Regions from separate parts of the Gossypium hirsutum genome. Here region 2 is linked to region 1. A link is a contact called in public Hi-C data. All regions are on one chromosome and are shown on one strand. Each heading gives the region's core, a stretch centred on a gene start, on an enhancer-like site or on the middle of the called end of the contact. The rest is flanking DNA. Distances are from core to core; before and after follow the strand shown. Region 1 overlaps LOC107894941. Region 2 holds the start of LOC107894136 (ethylene-responsive transcription factor ERF119).

Region 1 (5,427 bases), core at 2,536-5,035:
TGTGGATACCAATGTGAGTTAAGCTAGGTAAGTTACAAATGAAACTAGGATACGGAGGAATCAGGCTAAGGCCATAGAGATTCATTATCGCAAAAGGAAGATTATACGTATAAGGTAGAGAATAAGTCTGCCAGTGGCGAACTACGAAAAAAGGGTAGGGTGACGACCGCGCTTGTGGGATCTGTAGAAGGCCAAGGATAGACAAGGAGTTGAAAATTTTTGTTTTAAATTTTATTTCTTGAAGATTACGAAATATTGTTGTGCACTGTTTCACAATACCTCACGAAGTTCATTTGAACTTATGAATTGACTGCCTATTTGTAGGATAAAAGTTTGACTCAAGAATCGAGTAGAGGGACCAAGCCGAACACTGCCAGTTTGAGGGATGGGCGTGTATGTCGTTCATGTGTATAGAGAGGCTCCTTTAAAGGCTTCGCCTTTGGGATCAAGTCAAATGTAAAAACCTTTAATTAAAATTTTTTTGTTGTAAATACTGCTAAGTTTGGGAGGCTATAACTTTAAAGAGTTATAATTATTAATATAGTTTGCTGTGTAATTTAAGAGTTTAAGTATGTAATTATAATAGAATTAGAGACATCACTAAGTAATTTGGGTCCTTGTATCATCTAGTACCCCAACTTGGCAAACAGGTCGGGTCTAGGGTGTTACAATAAGGCATCAAAATAAAGGGAAAGCAAGCTCAAAGACAATAAAGCCGAATTGAACAGAAAAACTACAAGAAAGCAATGCATACAAGGTCTTTGAGTAAATGCTCTCAAATACATTCAATAACTATGAATGAGATGATTACAAATGAGGGGGAAGACCTCTATTTATAGTTGAGCTCCCTAGATCCAATGGTACAATTTAAATTATATCAACGGTCAAGATTAAAGCCTATCTACAAGATGAGAGTCCTAAGAGATTTAAACACTATACAGTTTAAATATTCAACATGGTAACTCTAGTTTTACTGGAGTGTTTTATTGGGCTAGCACCAAAGCTTCAAGTAGATGGGCTTCTCCATGTGTTTTACAAAGCAAGTCAGTTCAAGTGGGTCAAATAAGTCTCATTTAAACAATTGACTTCCATGGGATGTTCTGTGTGCATTTGTCGTGGGTTTTGATCTGCGGCCCGTGACACTAACATCAAGTCTAGACATGATAGGCTTCGAATGATACAAACCACGTCAAGTTTTTTTTTTTGTCATGGGTGCAAAAGGAGACTCTCGCTTGTACCTCGAAAACTTATGTCATAATTATCATGGAGCGTGAGAGTCCCCTACCAAGTTTTCGCTTGCCTTGCACTAGATCCATCACAACAAGAAAGTGCTTATCATGTTGGTATCGTAGATTGAGTATAGCCTATCAGTGTTCTATACAACATCCTATAATAATAGGAGGAACCAACTTCTGCTACTCTTAACATCTTCAACATTATAAGGTAACCAACCTTGCACAACCAAACCAAAATACATGGCAACATTAGTACTACCCACCTTAACGGTGACTTTGGAATCTTTAGCCTTAACGCAAAATGGTGACAAGATCACCAACTCAAAACCTCCATAGAAGTCACATCGCCGCCGCTTGCCCACCACATAAATCCTCCCCTTCCATTGGGAAAAAATCCCCAACATGATAGCTTAGCACAACACCCATTTGTAGTGGCCTTGAAGTTGAAGACATTTAGCCCTTAAATGGGAGGAGGGCCATAACCCAACAAAAAATGGAGTTATGAAGAAAGAAAAAGAGAGATGAAAAAACAACGAGAGGTAAGAAGAGAAAGGAAAAGAAACAACAAGATAAGAGGCCTTCGAAAGAGGACAGGAGTCACAATGATCGACTAGGTTGCCGACCATGCAAGTGGTAAAACGAACAAAAAAAAACCAATGCCTTGATATTGCAAAATGAAAAAGAAAACCTCTTAAAAAAATATTAATTTCTTATTTAATTTTCTAACTTAAAATGTTTAGCCATTTAAATACTCCAAAAGAGTTGAAGGTAAATAAAAACAAAACAAAAATCAAAATCAAACTGGATTTGGTTGTATACTATATTATAAGGTCTCGTGATCTTCATTAAATAATGTCAGTTTTTGACCTTTCTCATTTCTATATATACATGTTTACTTGATAAAATTTAAACAACCTTAGAAATATACGTAACATTGCGGTAAAATGATCATAATAGCTCGTGTATTATGTTTCATATTGTATTTTGGTTTTTCGAACAAGAAAAGAGGTAAGCGAATTTTTGGATATTAGAGAAAAGGGTAAAATGATATCTATATTAAAATTATTCTATTAAATGTTTATTTTGATGTTTTATATATAAATTTATTCAATTTGATCTTAGAATAATATAATTTTTCAATATTTCACCATTATGTTTAAAATAAAAATAAAAAATAAAAAAAAAACTTTGAAGTCGTAGAAATGCAAAACGAATTCAAATTTCTTTTAAAAACATTCAAACAAGTTTAAAATGGATGAGATTATTGGTGGGATTCATTAGCCTTCTCGTCAAGTGATGGAAATGATAGTAAATAAGTAGTCTAGGAGGCATAGGTAAATACCGAATGCTAATTTGGGATTTTCCATTATACATATATTTATCTCTTCATTTTGGTGGAATCTGTTTAATCTTTAGAAACTACCAATTGTCTCTGTTTGTTATTTCTATTTGTTCAAGCCTAAGTGAATGAGCCGTCTATGGTTTTAGTTTTTAGTTCTAACTTTCAGAAAAATTCCAAGTCATTTAAAACAAAATAATAGTTGGGGCATTGAGCATCATCCCAGCGGAAAAACAATTTTGGATGAATCTATATGCGAGGTAATGGATCTAAGATAAAGTTCAAAGAATTTGTGTAGATTGAATAGAATCTGACAGCATCCTTCCAGCGCAAAAATTGAACCGCACCAACTTTTGTTTCCAGCTTTATTCTATCCACCCAATCAACAGGAAGATAATCCTTAAACTTTTTACAAAGTTTTCTTGAAACTTTCTCTTCGGCTACATAGATCATTTTCGGATGAAGTAATCAAGAGGGGATAATTAGATTATTTTTTTAATTTAAAACTGATTTCAATAACATTTATCATATAGATTTTTAGAAATTCAAACTAGAATGTGATATTTATTAAATTATTTCAACCTTTTCTTTTCAAAGATTTTTATTTAATTAAATTATTTGTATCAATTATTTTCATTTATTATTATAACCGCTACTCTCTTCCAAAACAAGGTTTTGGTTTTCAATTATATACTACATTAAAAGAAGGCATCAACTGTAAAAAATTATGAGTTTTTAGTAGCTAAAAGTTTTTATATAAATAATAAGGATTTAATATTTTACTTCTTTTTGTTATCATCTTATAATAATGAGAATTTACAAACGGATTTAAAATGTGAAGTAGTATATGTTTCATATATTTATGCACATCAACTTAATAATTTTATCAGATAAGTTAGTTCACCTAAATAGCCTGAAAATTAAACAGCACATATATTTCTTATGGTTTCATTTCCTGTGAAATCAAATGAACATGTATGTTCCTTCTCATTTTCTGAAGTGCCCAAGCTCATGAAGTTTTCAAGACCATTCTATTCCCATGGCTAATCACTGAACATGAATGAATTATGAAGGTCGTGTTTTGGCATCCATAAATGCTAGTTGTCGTGAGTCTAAAATTTAGAAATGAAGAGCACCAGGGCAGAGCAGCAGCAAAAAGTGATCGACTGGTCTTCAAAATGGACCAGAAAGCCATCGTCATGATTAGCATCTTTTTATCTTTATCTCCATCAAAAGGATATTTATCCTCTTCAAGCAATGGTGGGCCACCTACTGGTTCCATTGCAAGCCTCAGCATTAACTTGACATTTATTTAGTCTTTGGTCCCATCCTATTATATATCTTTCTTTTTTATGTATAACAGACAATAAAATATCCTATCCCATTATATATCACTCATTCTTCTTGCATGTCATCTCCTCCATCAATATTTACTGCAATGGTCCCACACTATACTAGTCTTTAATTGTCAACTACTTAAAGTGGACTGCATTTTGAATATGAAGTTTAAAATCATTTAATGGGTTTTAAGTTATCTAATACATGATTTATATCTATATTAACACTCCCTTTTTGAGTTAAAAGTAAAGCAGATAATGAAGATACAATTTTTTATTATTATTTTATATTTGTATGTGTGTAATAGTTTTTATTATAAAAGTCAAAATTGATGTAGAATCAACTTTTTTTTTAAAAATTTAATTTTATTTTTTATAATAATTTTTCATCTTAAAATTTATCTATTTAGTTCTCTATAATAATCTTTTATCCTAAATTTTAGTAAAATTAATTTTATTCTTAAGTGAAATAAAAATAATAAATTTTAATTAACATATTATAAAAATATACTAATCATATTTTATTAATGTAAGAAATCATTAATAAAATAAAATTACATTTATAAATTTTATTAAAGATATCGTCTAAATCCCACTAATTAATATTAACATATACTACATAAATGTTAGACTCAAATTATCATTTCCATTTAACGGCTGATGTCCCACTGATATGGCCGTTAACTTAATGACAAGGATTTTAGAATTTTTTTCACATAAATTTTCATGTTATTTATTTGATAAAAACTAAACAAAATAAAAATCAAATCTATCTCTAATAATCTTCTCGATCACCTTTACCGGAACAACTTTCTTCACCATAGGACTCACCGGATTCTTCTTTTTCTTCCTAACAATCCACTTCTTTCTGGTCGGGTAGCTCATTTGTCACCTTCCTCTCCGACGTAGTTCATTGCGGCCATGGACAAAGAAGTTGAGATGGAAAATGACGGTGCGACGATCGGACTGGAACTGTTGCCAAAACAAAACTGGAAAAAGAGGGCAGGTGCTACCATATACGAAACTGTTGCAGAAAACTACTTTTAGAGGCCCTTTAAGTTTTTAATTTTTTTTTAATTTTAATATTTATAATTAGTGTTTAGAAAAAGGATAAATTTATGTTTGGCCCCCCTCCAAAGTTTTTCAAAGTTTTTTTTTAATTTGATATATTTTATAGAATTTATAAATTTTGATGATAAATTTAGTAACATTTTTAATTTAATTTGACAAACTAATATAAACTAGTATCTAAATATTAATTTGGTAAAAATAAAGTTTAATAATTGCAATATCTAAGTATAAACTGTAATGACCCGAAAGTTAATGATTTTGGAACCCCGATTCCATAAATCTGAATTGTAAATATTTTTATTAAATATTTATGGAGTTATATTAGAAGTGAATTGAATTTTTGGTCAAGTAATTTTGTTAAATTAGTGTTTAATTACGGTATAGGGACTAAATCATAAAAGTGTTAAAAATTCAATTCTTAAGGAATCTACAATTAGAATTTAGT
Region 2 (5,378 bases), core at 114-2,613, 67 kb before region 1:
AACCAACCCTAAAATAGGAACTCCAACTTCACGAACAACAAGCTTTCCCCTCGGGGCCTTCCTAGTAATAGTCCTCTCAGATTCATCTTCACTAGAAGATGAATCAGTGGCATAAGGGTCATGAAATATAACACGAACTTTTCTAGTCATTTGGGTGTCTTCACTCAATATTGGTTGGGTTTTCTTGGACTTTTTGTATAATTTATTTTTATTAGAGGCTTCTTTTCGAGGTTCTGGCATTTTTATCGACAAAACTGGATAAAAATCTCAACTAAACCCCCCCCCCCCAAGAACTACCCTTAAAATACGAGAACAAAATCAAGAGGAGAGGGAGAACAAAAATCTGAGACTATCAAAGCAGTATAAAGTATAAGCCCCTCTCAGAAACAAGAGAAGATAGAAAAATCGTTGTTTTATGTGAAAACCACCAAAACACCCTACTCCAGAACAAGTCCTGCAAATAAAATAAACAGTAAATTTTCAAATCAGAACACTGAAGAAACCAAAGAACCAATTAAAAATCGAAATGATTGATGACATACTTTTTTGGTCTTAAACGCATCGAAACAATCGGGTGAACAAGATTCAGTCTCTGCCTGTAGAAGCAGAGAGCCAAAGAAGCTTTGATGAACAAGTGAGAACAGAAAACTGTAGAAGAAGAAAAGCAGAGCTGCAACCGAGCCCAAATCAAAGCCAAATCAAACTCAGTCGACATAAATCCGCTAATCAGCCTCCCTCAACTCCCAAAAGCGCAACAAAAGCCACCACCGGAGAACCAGTCAACAATATCTCATCAGTGACAAAAAGCTCTCTCTCCCTTCCAAACCTTCTCGGAGAAACCAAAACCAAAAGATCGTCTTAGACACTGCTAGACATAGCATAAGAAAAAAGAAAAAGTGAGACTACAAACGTACGGATCTGATTTTCCTTTCTCCATAACAAGACAAAAAAGCATACAAGGTAGAGAAACACCAGAGTAAAAAATATATACTTTAACCGACCAGCGATGGTTACAGACACAAATCTATCTCTATGGAAGGAGAAAGTTCAGGAAAAGATGTCATGGAATACATATTATTTATTTAATAATCGAAAACCCAAAAGGCTATTTCCAATTTCCTAATCGTTACCTGTTGAGGTCTCTCTCTTTCCCTCCAGTGGACAGTGAACTGACTCTGGATTTTGTTATTTGTTTTTATTCTACTCTCGCCGTGTCTTCTTCAGTCTCAAAGGCCATTCACCTTTCCCCAAGCACTCAAAACACCGGTGGTGAAGAGAATTTTTATTTTATTTATGGAAGTGAGCTGTCATGCAGATACATTATGCATGACCATTGGATTACCGATCTTACCATGTCATACGTATCTCATGTTTCACTGCCCCAATTTTTTTATTTGTACGAGGTTTGATGGCGTGTTGACTTCACGCGTTAAGAAAGGAAGTGTGTATAGACTGACTAATGTTGGCAGCTTTATTTTAGTAACCGAAGCGCCGCGAGTTTCAACGTACTACGGTACAGTGAAGGATTGTTATTGGCGCTTTAAATCACAATGTTGCCACTAACCACTGCCCACTGTTTTTTTCTAACCTTCTTACTAGAGGTGTGTATGGACCGGGCTATCCGACCCAGCCCGAAAACTTACCCGAAATATGAGAAGGTTTAGAAAAAAAATACAAGTCTGAAAAATTGGTTTAAATAAAAAAATAAGACCCGTTTAAAAAATAGATCGGGCCTCGGGTAAAGTATTTTTAGCCTGGGTCCCGCTTGGTCGGGCCTGAATTTATTAAAGGACAAAAAAAATCTGCATATTTTTTTTATTTTTGAATGTTATTTTCTTGTTATTTTCTCTATATTTTGCTACCATTTTACTATTATGTTGCTATTATTTTGTTGTTATTGTTTGGATATTGTATAAAATTTATTTTATTGTTAATTTTCTTATTATTTTAAAGGCATTTGTTAATTTTTTTATTATTTTAGAAGTATTTGCTTCTTAAGTTGCATTTGTCTTAGTGTTATTTAAATTTACATATTTTTCAAAAGTTATTTTCAATTTGTTGAGAAATATTTATTTTGATATTTTTAGTATTTTTAATGTATTATATATATTTAAAAATAATATAAAAAAATTAATATAGGCGGGCTAGGCCGGGCCGGGCCCGGATTTTAGTATTTTTATTCAGGTAAAGCATGGACAAAATTTTAGGCTCATTTTTGGGCCCGACCCGGTCCGAGCCCAATAAATGGGCATGATTTTTTTAGTTGAGCCCGACCCGAACCCGGCCCGGCCCGACCCATGAACACCTCTACTTCTAACATTCTTTGACTTTTCTTAATTCCTTTTCCACCTTAAATTAAAAATGTTTTCTACGGAAAAGTTCGGTATTCTAGTTAGATTTTGATAAATTATAGTATAAAATTATGATTTCATGTTTTTTTTTAATAAGAGAATGATAAATTAGATTTTTTTCTGAATTTTAATATTTTTAGTTGGATTTAAATTTTTTAACAAGAAAAAATTGAAAACTAAAAGAAAAATGACGTGAAATCACAATTTTATATAATTTTTCTCTTAATTTTTTTATATTTATATAATATTTATATTATCTACATTTATGACAATTGCATGCACGGATATATTAATTATTAATAAATTTATTAACACGTAATAATATTTAAATATGAAATAGAATTTTTTTTATAACATTAAAACATAAAATAGTTATAACTGAGATAACATAAATCAAATAACAAAATAAAGCAATAAAGTATAATTTAATTCCTAAATTAAAATATCCTACTTTCATCTTTGATTTTTTGTTTATATTAATTTTGAAATTAGATTATTTTTTTTCATTTTAATTTTTAAACTTAAATTTTATCTTTGATGATGGTTGGGATTGGGAAAGAACCTCTATTTAATTATCATTCCCTTAAATATTATCACCAACTTGTTCTTTTGCAATTAGTTCTTGTGATATAGCATTAGCATCAGGAGCAGGTGCAATTGCTTCTATATTTGCTTGAGTCACACTTTCATCTTCATTGGTCATATTGGTGGATCTATCTTTAACGACACTGTTAATGGATTTCATCATTCTTTAAGTATGCTTGTTATTGACCCTATAAGTCTTCCTGTTGTTGGAGTAGCCCTAAAAAAAATTTCCTTCATCACTTATTGTATCAAACTTCTCTTGATACACTCGATCTCTTAAAATGTAAATGGGACTTCAAAAAATATGGAAATATTTCATAGAAGGCTTCCTTCCTTTCCACGTATCTATGGAGTCATCATTGTTTTTTTTTTATTTCATCTCCCCAATTGGACTTGATAGATGGCTTATTAGGCTTTCAATCAACTTGTTCATTTCTGATTAAACTTAGGATATGTTTAGGTTCATCTACTAATATAAGGCGTCTTTTCGTATTACGATTCAATCACATAATATCGCTTAGTATTAGTTAAATATTAGATAACCAATAAGCTAATATTTGCTTTCATTTTGCTTTGCATGCAAAAACCATTGAGGATAATGGATAAAGGGTATTAATGTAATTTACAGATAATTTTATTAAACCAATCTGTTTGAAAAAGTACAAGTATAAAGATGAATATACTACATTTAGTGTAACGCCCTCCACCTGACCCGAATTACTGGATCCAGATATCGGGTGCTTGATCTGTCATGAATTATACTATTACTTACATTCTTTTTACACATAACTTTAGCTTGTTTAATAGTTAAATCAAAGCATCTTAGTTTATATTTAGGTTTTTATACTTAAAGTAGTAATTTATGTTTTTTAGTAGTTTTATTACATTTTATATATCTAAATAAGGTTAGATGGTCTTGTAGGGAAAATCGGGAGCTAAATATGCATATTCGGGCCAAAACTGATGCCTATGTCACGACACTAAGACACCAATATCGTAACATCAAAGATAGAAGCAAAAGCAAAGCCCTGGAGTGAAAATGCCTTTGGTGTCACGTCACCAACCTTCAATGTCACAACACCAGACTCGATGTTGCAACACCGATTTACGGTGTTGCAACACCACTCCTGCGCAGCCTAAAAAGTCCCTACACATGATAATTGCGGCTTTTAGGGAAATTAAGAGCTTTTGTCCTAGTCGAACTTTAAGTACTTCAAGGATAATTTAGTTACTTTAATATTCTGAGTTTAACCTATATAAAGGCCATTGTAATAAGTTTAAACACACAATTTTAGAGAGATAAAAATAATTATTAGGTTTTTATTTCGTTCTTAGTTTTTACTTAGTTTATTTTATGTTCTTGTAATCGGAAAATCCTTTTCCGAAGTGAGATTTCCATGAGGGGAGATTGTTTCAAAACCACGCTTTCATCGATAATGTAACAACCCTTACCCGTGTTTGACGCCGGAACAGGGTACGAGGCATTACCGGACTTAGTCACTAATCATCGTATAAAACCGATTCATAATTTCACTCTAATTTAAAACTTTTTCAAACACATTCAAGCTGTCCCTTAAAAAGAGCTTACAAGGCCCATATCATGCTTTAATTCAACCACACACATAGGCAAGCATGCAACATTCATAAATTGCATCATTTAATTAATAACATAATCAAAACTATCTACATTAAATGACTTTAAACAATAGAGACCTTCAGATAACATAGGTCAGTATTTTAAGCCAATTCCTAGCAACTTAATAACAATTAAACGAGCCTCCATACATGCCAAAGACTTAAAATACTTTAAAACCTTTATATATCGATCAATAGTTTGATAGTGTGATTTAACCTCCGGCGACCTCCAACTCGAGCTAACATCTACGACACTATAGGAAAAAGGAAAGGAAGGGAGTAAGCATTATAGCTTAGTAAGTAAGTATGTAAATATTAATAAACAATACATTATCATACTTTAAACAAAGTCACAATATGTTCCCGGAATATTACCATCACAAACACACATACTTTCACTATTACAATCATAAACAGGTTCAAAATAAGCTATCTAGCAAAGTACCAGCAACTAAATTATTTATTTCTGGAGCTACAGAACTCCAAATTACAAACCATTAATTTTCCTTAAAACTAGATTCACATATATTCTTACCATAAAATTTTTAGAATTTTTGGTCTAGCCAATTAGTACTGTTTATTCATTGAAGTTATCCCTGTTTCACTACTCAACTGTTCTAACCACTCTTAACTATGAATCAATTTTCTCCTCGTACAGAATTCAAAAGATGTTTTTGTTTATTTCATTTGAAACTATACTCATTAAGGATTTCAAGCATATAAATTATATCCCATAATTATTTTTTTTACAATTTTTAATGATTTTTCCAAGTCAGAACAGGGGATCACGTAGTCATTTTGAACCAG

What was found. A called contact is a pair of places that touch in the nucleus more often than the background predicts.
Region 2: a contact with region 1 is called in a Hi-C map of leaf, with 1.8 times the contacts expected there. The contact joins the promoter of LOC107894136 here to the enhancer-like site in region 1. A contact is called at or near these places in 6 of 34 Hi-C or Micro-C datasets (callus, hypocotyl and leaf).

Annotation. Positions count from the first base shown.
Region 1 is chrA13:11,457,964-11,463,390 of Gossypium_hirsutum_v2.1, reverse strand. LOC107894941 reads right to left here. Exons shown (of 5, transcript XM_041084892.1): 5 at 4,418-4,935. Among protein-coding and RNA genes, the nearest start is that of LOC107894941, 18 kb to the right of the region's middle. Within about 2 kb of position 3,785, at least 5 of the 9 cell types and tissues checked have an H3K27ac peak or open chromatin away from gene starts, as enhancers often do. A contact at or near this core is called in hypocotyl and leaf, where this site is marked.
Region 2 is chrA13:11,522,584-11,527,961 of Gossypium_hirsutum_v2.1, reverse strand. It overlaps LOC107894136 (ethylene-responsive transcription factor ERF119), which reads right to left and starts at 1,363. Exons shown (of 3, transcript XM_016819355.2): 1 at 1,131-1,363; 2 at 543-826; 3 at 1-454. The coding sequence starts at 240.